2 separate regions of the Mus musculus genome follow, and region 1 is linked to region 2. A link is a contact called in public HiChIP or PLAC-seq data. All regions are on one chromosome and are shown on one strand. The core of a region is the stretch at or near the end of the contact, and the rest is flanking DNA. Distances in the headings are between cores, read along the strand shown. Region 1 has its middle 29 kb from the start of Zfp710. Region 2 holds the start of Arpin (actin-related protein 2/3 complex inhibitor).

Region 1 (5,038 bases), core at 1,983-4,482, 63 kb after region 2:
TCTGGGCAACGGGCCCAATGGGTTTTCATTTTTCATTAGAGCAGTAGGATGTCTTTCAAGAGTCTCCATGATATTAATTACATCCTGCTGTGTATCAGCCTATGGCTTCACAAAGGACAGGGCTCGTGTTCCCAAATGCCCCTGAGACCTGAGACACTCCCTCGCCCCAGGATTGATGTCTGAAGGTTTCTAGGCTCCCTCGGTGTTCTGATGGTCTTTGAAAGCCTTCTGTCCCCAGCCCCTCCTAAACTGGCAGGTCAGCTGGACCCGAGAGCTATTGCAACTCCATGCTGGGAATCTTCTACAGAATGGAGAATTCTAGAAATCGGATCTAGAAGTTTGATACCGAGGGTCATGACGAGCACTGCGTTCCAATTCCAGAAAAGAGCAGCAGTTAGTCTCTGGTTGCTGATCAGTCACAGGAGAGCCTCAGCCACCCATGTAAACAACACCTCGGGATTGGGGGGGCTTTCCCAGACTTTTTCAACAGCAAATCCCTGGAACTCTGGCACTGGGGCAGTGCTGCTGGATGGGAGATTCCTGAGGTCCCAACTGCAAACCCTGGCTGTGTCCCTTCTACCCACACATGGCAATAGATGCACTACCACCCAAGACCTGAGAAATACTAAGGCTGGGAACAGAGCTCAGTGAGGGAGGGGTGGGGGAGCGGTTAAGCAAAGAAAGAATTGTCACTTTTAATTTTACTAGTGTGTGTGTGTGTGTGTGTGTGTGTGTGTGTGTGTGTATGTGTTTATGTCTATATGTGTGTCTGTGTGTGTGTCTATGTCTGTATTTGTGTCTATGTCTGTGTGTGTATGTGTGTATGTGTATGTGTTTATGTCTGTATGTGTGTCTATGTATGTGTGTGTGTCTATGTCTGTATTTGTGTCTATGTCTGTGTGTGTATGTGTGTATGTGTATGTGTTTATGTCTGTATGTGTGTCTATGTATGTGTGTGTGTCTATGTCTGTATTTGTGTCTATGTCTGTGTGTGTATGTGTGTGTGTGTGTGTTTATGTCTGTATGTGTGTCTATGTGTGTGTGTGTTTATGTCTGTATGTGTGTCTGTGTGTGTGTGTGTGTGTGTGTATGTGTGTATTTGTGTTTGTGCACATATGACAAGCTGAGATGAGAATTCAGGACGAGCTTGGCAGTGAGTCTATCTGTATAGAGGGCTAGCTACAAGTTCTGTACAAGATCCTGTCTCAAAAATCAAGGTGGTTCCTGACATTAGTGCCTTAGGCCTTTCATCTCAACACTCAGTGGCAGAAGCAGACTGTGAGTTCAAAGCTAGCCTGGTCTACAGAGTGAGTTCCAGGACAGCCAGGGCTACACAGAGAAACTGTCTCAATAGATAGATAGATAGATAGATAGATAGATAGATAGATAGATAGATAAGATTTATTTATTATTATAGATAAGTACACTGTAGCTGACTTCAGATGCACCAGAAGAGGGTGCCAGATCTCATTATGGGTGGTTGTGAGCCACCATGTGGTTGCTGGGATTTGAACTCAGGACTTTCGGAAGAGCAGTCAGTGCTCTTACCCACTAAGCCATCTCGCCAGCCCAATAAAAGGGTTTTTTAAGGTAAAGCTGTTTTGTTATATTTATAAAGAGCTAGCCAAGCATGTTGGCTCACACCAACATTCAAGTGGCAGAAACAGAAGATTTCTGTGAGTTCAAGGACAGCCTGGTCTACAGAGCAGATTCTAGGCCAGCAAGGGCTACATAGTGAGACCATGTCAAAAACGGGGTAGGGGCAGCTAGCCCAGTCCCCTCACTGTGTTCTGGCTTCTTGTCATTCGATGAAATCAATCTTTCCCTCCTGTTAACGTTTCTTCCTTGATGCGGTTTGTCTTCGGTGCCATCTGTCATATTGTGACCGTCTTTTTGTTATGTTTTGTTTTTTGTTTTTTGACCCAGGGTTTCTTTGTATAGCCCTGGCTGTCCTGGAACTCACTCTGTAGACCAGGCAGGCCTCGAACTCAGAGATCCGCCTGCCTCTGCCTCTCAAGTGCTGGGGTTAAAGGCGTGCGCCACCACACCCGGCTTACATTGTGACAGTCTTGCTACATGCCTGGAATGCTCTCTGTAAACCAGACTAGCCTGAATATGTGTAGCAACCCTCCTTTCTGTGCTTCCTGAGTTGCTGGGATGTCACATATGGCAAACCTCTTTTCTTTAAAAAGTACCCAGCCGTCAGGTGTGGTGGCACACACCTTTAATCCCAGCACTTGGGAGGCAGAGGCAGGCGGATTTCTGAGTTCGAGGCCAGCCTGGTCTACAAAGTGAGTTCCAGGACAGCCAGGGCTACACAGAGAAACCCTGTCTCGAAAAAAAAAAAAAGTACCCAGCCTTGAGCATTTTGTTGTGTCAATACAAAACAATTAGGAAGATGTCTCAGCTGGAACTAAAAGGAATTTCTGAGGCCCTCAAGCGTGATGGCTAGAACTCAGCTCTTCTCAGACTAGTGGGACTAGATCACAGAGAATAGCAGTCTGTGCTTAAAGACGCCAAGGTGAGGTCACTCTGTGTCTTCTTCCTCCACAGCACTGTAGAGTTCCCGAGATCCTTTCTTCCTCTTTCCTGTTTCCTCTTCCTCTTCTCTCACCATAAGTAAAATCCCCATCTAAGTAACACACCAACTTTGTCCACATAAAGATAAGAGCAGCCTCACTCCAGTTGTGCTGCTGTCTTTTGCAGAGCCTGCCCAGGGTAAGGTGTCCTCATCTCTTACTGCACTTCCAACAACAAATGTAGCAGGCAGGAGCCTCTGTGCACTCATTGTACCACACAAGTCTTTTTGTTGTTGTTTTGTTTTGGATTTTTTTGGTTTTTTTCCAAGACAGGGTTTCTCTTGTCTGGCTGTCCTGGAACTCACTCTGTCGACCAAGCTGGCCTCAAACTCAGAAATCTGCCTGCCTCTGCCTCCCAAGTGCTGGGGTTAAAGGCGTGTGCCAACACTGCCTGGCTACCACACACAAGTCTTAGAGTTGGTCTCCATGTGCCCATTTTACAGATGAGGTAGCAAAGATTCAGAAGGTTGCTCATGGCTCTCTGCCTGAATTTTCCAGTCAGTTCCACTTAAAGAGTAGGCTGTTCCTTTTCTTTGTGTGTCTTAGTTAATTTTGTATTGCTATAATAAAACACCATGACCAAGACAACTTATAAAAGAAAGTGTTTCATCGGGTTTATAGTTCCAAAGGGTTAAAGTCCATGATGCTGGAGCAAAGGCTGAGATGGCAGCAGGAACAGCAGGAGAGAGCTCACATGGCAGGCAGTGAGCCACAGTCAGCAGTCAAGAGAGCACTTGCTCTAAATGTCTTGGATCTGTTGGCTTTGTTTGGTTTTGTGGGGGCAAGGGTGTTTTGTTTGCTTCCTTCCTTGCTTGCTTGTTTGTTTTGAGATAGGGTTTCTCTGTGTAGTGCTGGCTGTCCTGGAAGACTCTGTAGACCAGACTGACCTCAAACTCACAAAGATCCGCCTGTCTCTGCCTCCCAAGTGCTGGGATTAAAGGTGTACACCACCACCACCACCAGCAGCAGCCAGCTGGTATGAGTCTTTTGAAACCCCAAAGCTTCCCCCCTAGTGACTTGGAGCCACCAGCTAAAGACCAAGTATTTCAAGATATGAGGGCTGGCAAGATGGCTTAGTGGGTAAAAGCACTGACTACTCTTCTGAAGGTCCTGAGTTCAAATCCCAGCAACCACCCAAAATGAGATCTGACACCCTCTTCTGGTGTGTCTGAAGTCAGCTACAATGTACTTACATATAATAATAAATAAATCTTTGGGCCTGAGCGAGTGGGGCCGACCAGAGCAAGCAGAGGTCCTAAAAATTCAATTCCCAACAATCACATGAAGGTTCACAACCATCTGTACAGTTACAGTATGTGTATTCACATACTCACATACATAAAAATAAATAAATATTCGAGGCCAGCCTGGTCCACAGAGTGAGTTCCAGGACAGCCAGAGCTATTCAGAGAAACCCTGTCTCAAAAAAAACCAAAATAAATAAATAAATCTTTAAAGATATGAGCCTTTGAGAACCTTTCTCACTGAAACTACAAGTGTGTGTGTGTGTGTGTGTGTGTGTGTGTCTGTGTGTGTCTGTGTATGTGTGTCTGTCTGTCTGTCTGGTGTTTGTACACATGAGCAGTGGCTTGCTTACACCTGTGCATATGTACAGAGACAGAGAAGGCCATCAGGTGTCCTGCACTGTTATTCCCTGCCTTATTTATTCCCTTGAGACAGGTTCTCTTAATGAACCTGGAGCTAGGCTAGCAGTAAGCAAGTGCCCCACCCCCACAGCTTTTTAAAAATGTAAATGTTTTGCCTGCAAGTATGTAAGGGCACCCTATGTGCACAGAGCCAGAGGACACCAGAAAAGGCTGTCAGAAACCAAAGTTAGAGGTGGTTATGAGCAATTGTGTGACCAAACCTGGACTGGTGATGTTGGCTGCTATAAGGAAGCAAACCAGGCAAACCCTAAAGAGCAAGCCTGTGAGCAGAACTCCTCTGTAGCTGGCTTGGGCTGCTTTGTGGGTTCTTCTTTCTTCCACCCTTCTAACCCCCTAATACTAGATAAGAGAAAAAGAGAAAGGAAAGGAAAGAGATCCCTGAACAAAGTCAGAGTCAGAAAGGGGTCAATTAGCCAGGCAGTGGTGGCGCATGCCTTTAACCCCAGCAAGGAGGGAGGCAGAGGCAGGCGGATTTCTGAGTTCGAGGCCAGCCTGGTCTACAGAATGAGTTCCAGAACAGCCAGAGCTACACAGAGAAACCCTGTCTCGAAAAAAAAGAAAAAAGAAAAGGAAAGAAAGGGGGCAACTTTATCCTTAGACTACTTCCTGCTGATGAGGGGTGTGGCGCTCCAGGCAAGTTGATCTTTGACATCAGGATATCTAATTTCTTCCTGTTGTGGTTTCTTCTTGCGCATGGCTACTTAACAAGCCATGACCAACCATGACCCACAACAACCAACTAACACCCCGTCACACACACAAATGACCAACACACTCACCTATCCTTGGGGC
Region 2 (4,833 bases), core at 2,303-4,802:
GACCTCAGTAACGGATCTTAACCCAGCACAAGGAGATATCATGTGGGTGAGGGAGGAGACCCTGGGAGGGCCAACCAGGATACGGCCTCACCTTCCTGCCATGGGCATCCAAGATGCTGTGCCGAGATACATCCACGAGCTCCCCCTCCAGCAAGATGCCATTTCCCCTGGGGATGAGAAAGGATGCTCATTGTGAGTCCTCAAGAAAGCCACCCTCGGATTCAACGGCCTGGGTGAGAATCTGCGCTGAGACAGAAACAAGTCTTACCCCTGTCTCCTTGTCACCTGTCTCTGAGAAGGCCTGGAAAAAGGAACCACACTCTGCTTCCACCATCATTCCTCTATTGCTTCAAAGAACCTTCCCAAGAGAAGGTTCTATGCCAAGGCCAAGAGATGCCTCCCTACCACCACAGATACCTCAGAAATCATTATGACCAACCCCTCAGGATTCTCACCCACAAAGGAGGAGCAAACAGCTGCCTCGCTGTGTTCCTCTGGTGCTGGGCTAGCCTGAGGTCATGAACGCAAAGGTAAGTGTAAACTATGAAGCACTGACTAAACGTAAAGCATTTTTTTACAGCTGGGTTTGACAACGCACATCTGTAACCCCTGCACTAGGAAAGGAGGATTGCTCTGAGCTCAAGCCTAGCCTGGGTGACACTGTGAGTTCAAGCCAAGCCTTTAATACATAGCAAAAATGCTGTAAATAAATAAATGGTCCTACACTTTTAGTTAAGCAAATTTGGGAGTGTTGAGGCCTGTTCCTTTTAACATAACTATAACCATTTTGTATTCAGTCTCCGTTTTGCTCTTAAGGTGAAATTAAGTTCAGATTCCTAGACTCTTATTTCTCAGAAGTAATTATCCATAGCTGACACTAAAGAATGTTACTAATAAGCCAAAAAGTTCAGGCTGAATCATTTGTCCTCTGTTATCTCAATGTTCTGAAATTCCCCTGTTCACCACCTGTCCACCACCCTCTCACCTCACTCAGGACCAATCAGCTTAAAGGCTGACTGATAATAGTTTGTCATGTTAGCCAAAAATGTTGTACCATGCCGGGCAGTGGTGGCGCACACCTTTAATCCCAGCACTCGGGAGACAGAGGCAGGCGAATTTCTGAGTTCGAGACCAGCCTGGTCTACAAAGTGAGTTCCAGGACAGCCAGGGCTACACAGAGAAACCCTGTCTAAAAAAAAAAAAAAAAAAATGTTGTACCACTTCACTGCTTGCCTTCAAACTTTTGTTTGTTTGTTTGTTTGTTTGTTTGTTTGTTTTTCGAGACAGGGTTTCTAGACTGTGTAGTCCTGGCTGTCCTGGAACTCACTCTGTAGACCAGGATGACCTCAAACTCAAAAATCCTCCTGCCTCTGCCTCCTGAGTGCTGGGATTAAAGGCATGCGCCACCACTGCCCGGCTTGCCTTAAAACTTTTGAACCTGTTTTTTCCTATAAAAAGCCTGCCCTGAGGACAGACTGGTAGGTTTTTCCTTCCTGTGGACCTGGACGTCCAGTATTATGATGGGTGTTCAATAAACTGTTCTTGCTTAACTAAGGTTGGTGTATGTATGGTTTGAGTGGTAATTCCCAGACCCCAACCTGAGCAAGTGTCTTTGGTACAATAAATCAGGTTTCCTTTTTCATTCCCCCCCCCCTTTTTTTAAGATTTATTTATTTATTATATATAAGTACACTGTTGCTGTCTTCAGACATTCCAGAAGAGGGCATCAGATCTCATCACAGGTGGTTGTGAGCCACCATATGGTTGCTGGGATTTGAACTCAGGACCTTCAGAAGAGCAGTCAGTGCTCTTAACTGCTGAGCCATCTCTCCAGCGCCCCTCTCCCCCTTTTTTTAAAGACAAGATTTCCCTATGTATCTCTAGCTGTCCTGGAACTCACTAAGTAAACCAAACTGCTTTGAACTCAGAGACCAACCTGCCTCTGCCTTCCAAGTACTGGGATTAAGGTTGTGAGCCACCACACCTGGGTGCTTTTATTATTTTTTATTTATGTGGAAGTATGTGTGACTGTGTGAGTATAAGCATGTATACTGGTGTGTACTGGTGCCTGTGGAGTCCAGAGAAGGAACCAAATCCCCAACAGCTGGACTTACAAGCAGTTTTGAGTCCCCTGCTGCGGGTGCCAAGAATGGAACCCAGGTCCTCTGGTGAGACGTGGCTTTGCCCACTTTAAAGAACCTCCATGCTCCTGTTCCCATTCATACCTACATGGTCATCAAGGAGATGGCTATTGTCACCAGACAGCTGGAAATTAGAGACTCTGAGATGTGGGAATTAGCCCAAAATCACGGCATCCCACACAGAGTGGAACCAGAACCAGAACTGGCTCCTTATCATTCTATAAAAGGGGAACCTGGGACCTGGGGACCTGGGGACTTTCCACTTTGAAACCATTAACCTGGGGAAAAGGGTGGGTCTAAGAAGACAGACTGTGGAAGAGGGCTGGGTCAGGATTCCTTGCCTCTAATTACTCTTAAATTATTTCCAAAAATATTTAACTGACAAAGACAGGTTATATCGAAGGCATTTATCAAGAAAACTTGATATGTACACATTGCATAATGACTCACACCACCAAATTTATGTATACATTATATCCTCAGAACTTATTCCCCCTTTGACTGAACCTGCTCCACTGGAGACCTTATGAGTTGGACTTTAGATTCCACTTCCTAGATGACGCGATATTTTGGTTTTCTGGGCCTGGCTTCTTTCATGTAGAATAATTCTTGTTGTTTCTGACTGTAAATGAAATTGTCCATCCTGCTTATTACCCTCCGGATATTCCCACCCTCCCTCTATTGTTCCTGCCACACCACAAACTGGTCACCAGTGATGCAGTGTGACAGATGGCTAGAGTTTAGAGCCCTGGTGTGGGGAAAAGACGGAGGTCAGTGGGAACCCCAGCACCGCCTCTGTAGTTCCATTTGGGAGTCTGGGCATCCCTCCAGTGGATATTCTTGCAGGCGGGAATTTCAAGTTTATCTGTCTTCCCAGCGTGTGTTGGCCAGGGACCTTGGGAAGAGCCAGCTGGATGCCTGGGGTGGTTTTGGCAACCCCAGTTTCTCTCCCCAGTGTCCCCTACACCCCCAACCCCCATCAATCTTTGAGCAGGACTCAGATCTTGAGTTCGACAGAGGCCTCAGGGATGCTCCAGGGAGCCCAGGCCCCAGGGATGCTCCCAGGCCACTACGGCTGGCCATAGTAGGGGCCAGGGCCCCGACTCAGCCAATCCTGGCAGTTCCCTTGCCCAGTCCACATCTGGCTAACAATGTGGGAAGGGGAGGGAAGCACAGCCCACCTCTGGCCAGTAGCGGAGTCCCTGGCCCGGTGGACAGAGTACAACCCACCCCTGGTCAGCCGCGGAAGAAAGTGCAACCCATCTCTGGCCAGCAACCGGATGGACAGAGCACATCCTACCCTTGGTGGGTGGCAGGGTCCCAGGTTCCCGGCAGGCGCGCGCTCTGCACGGCCTTGTTGCGGAGGGCGCTATCCTGGTAGATGCGGCTCATTTTCCCCACGCCGAGGCCCTGTGGCTCCAGGAAGCAACCGGCGCGTAGGGCGGGGCACCTCGGGGACAGGAGCTTGGAGGTCGCTGCAGCACCAGCTTCCCGGGTTAACAGATCCGGGAAGCTAGTCCGAGGCGTTCCCAGTTGGGACTTAAAGGGGCCGAGCCTCATTCCTGACAGCCAGACCTCGTGCAGTAACAGGGGGCTTTTGGAATGACCACTGTCCTTCATGTCCTTATAGACTAAGACAGAAAGATCGAGAGTTCGGTCCCCATCTGTACTATACAGAGATTCTGTCTCAAAACACATCAATATACAAAAAAGCGGCCTTGAAGCTTAGGAAAGTAGATCTTTCTTGGGATCTGTTCTGGTAGGACATTTTCTCAGGGAGCAGGAAGGGAGAAGACGGGACAGCAACGAGGAACCACAGAGCGGTCTCCATGGACTCTGCCCTTTTGGACCTCCCCGTGGTTCCGCAATGGCTTAGGGGAGTTCCCAGAATGTGTGACGGAGTAGGGATAGGTCAGATCTGCAGCAAGGGAAACCTCAATCTCTGCAATCCCAGCAAGTTCCTCAACCTTTAATGAGCCTACGCTTCTTGCTCAGCAAAAATAGAAAGAAACGTGTCTAATGGTTTGTAAAGATAGAACTCTCCCTCTCCTAGTCTCGTGGACATAGCATTCATTACTTTGTCTCACACTTCTCAAGGATTCGGATGGATCGATCGCTTCTCTAGCCCCACAGTGCCCTTTGCTCCAGAGTGTCTGCAAGCCTTTTATTCTCAGCCTGCACCCGGGAATCTCCTCCGACCCGGAAATCATTGGGAAATCGTCTTGTTTTATTGGCTCCTTTGTGCCAAATTCTGGCGCAGGTGGCCACATTCTGTTGTGCCAGGTGTGCCCCTGCCTCAGCCACAATGAAGATACCCGAGAGTCCAGGGTGAGTTGTTAGCTTTGGAAGGAGCTCTCTCTCCCACATAGTATCACCACAGAATGGTCTCAGACACTTTATTTTTAAGGGTCCTTCCTCTTTTAACAAAATATAAATATTTTTAAGACATTATTTTATGTATCTCAGGCTGGCTTTGAACTCGCTATGTAGCCAAGGATAACTTCAAACCCCTTTCTCCTTACAATACTTCCCCAAGAACCAGGATTACAGGTGTGGGCCACCCACTGCACCTGGATTATTTGGTACTGGGGGTTCAATCCAGGACTTTATGAACGTTAGGCAAACAGTCTTCTCAAGCCACATCCTCAGCTCCAAAAATATAGTTTTGTGGATCCCTAAAAATGTAACAGAC

What was found. HiChIP or PLAC-seq counts read pairs in DNA pulled down with a chosen protein or histone mark.
Region 1: a contact with region 2 is called in an H3K4me3 HiChIP or PLAC-seq map of intestinal villus epithelium, with 12 read pairs. The contact joins the enhancer-like site here to the promoter of Arpin in region 2. A contact is called at or near these places in 9 of 39 promoter capture datasets (the 3T3-L1 cell line, 3T3-L1-derived adipocytes, embryonic stem cells and 4 more), 26 of 484 Hi-C or Micro-C datasets (the AML12 cell line, the C2C12 cell line, the CH12 cell line and 18 more), 9 of 115 datasets of contacts at active chromatin or transcription factors (T-cell acute lymphoblastic leukemia, bone marrow-derived dendritic cells, bone marrow-derived macrophages and 5 more) and 1 of 9 other capture datasets (pancreatic islet).

The regions. Positions count from the first base shown.
Region 1 is chr7:79,994,724-79,999,761 of GRCm38.p6, forward strand. No RefSeq gene overlaps it. Among named protein-coding and RNA genes, the nearest start is that of Zfp710, 29 kb to the right of the region's middle. Within about 2 kb of position 3,233, at least 17 of the 459 cell types and tissues checked have an H3K27ac peak or open chromatin away from gene starts, as enhancers often do. A contact at or near this core is called in bone marrow-derived macrophages, intestinal crypt epithelium and intestinal villus epithelium, where this site is marked.
Region 2 is chr7:79,931,712-79,936,544 of GRCm38.p6, forward strand. Arpin (actin-related protein 2/3 complex inhibitor) reads right to left here and starts at 3,553. Exons shown (of 6, transcript NM_027420.4): 1 at 3,442-3,553; 2 at 92-167. The coding sequence starts at 3,533. It overlaps Gm31966 (a long non-coding RNA gene), which reads left to right and starts at 3,728. Exons shown (of 3, transcript XR_391645.4): 1 at 3,728-4,469.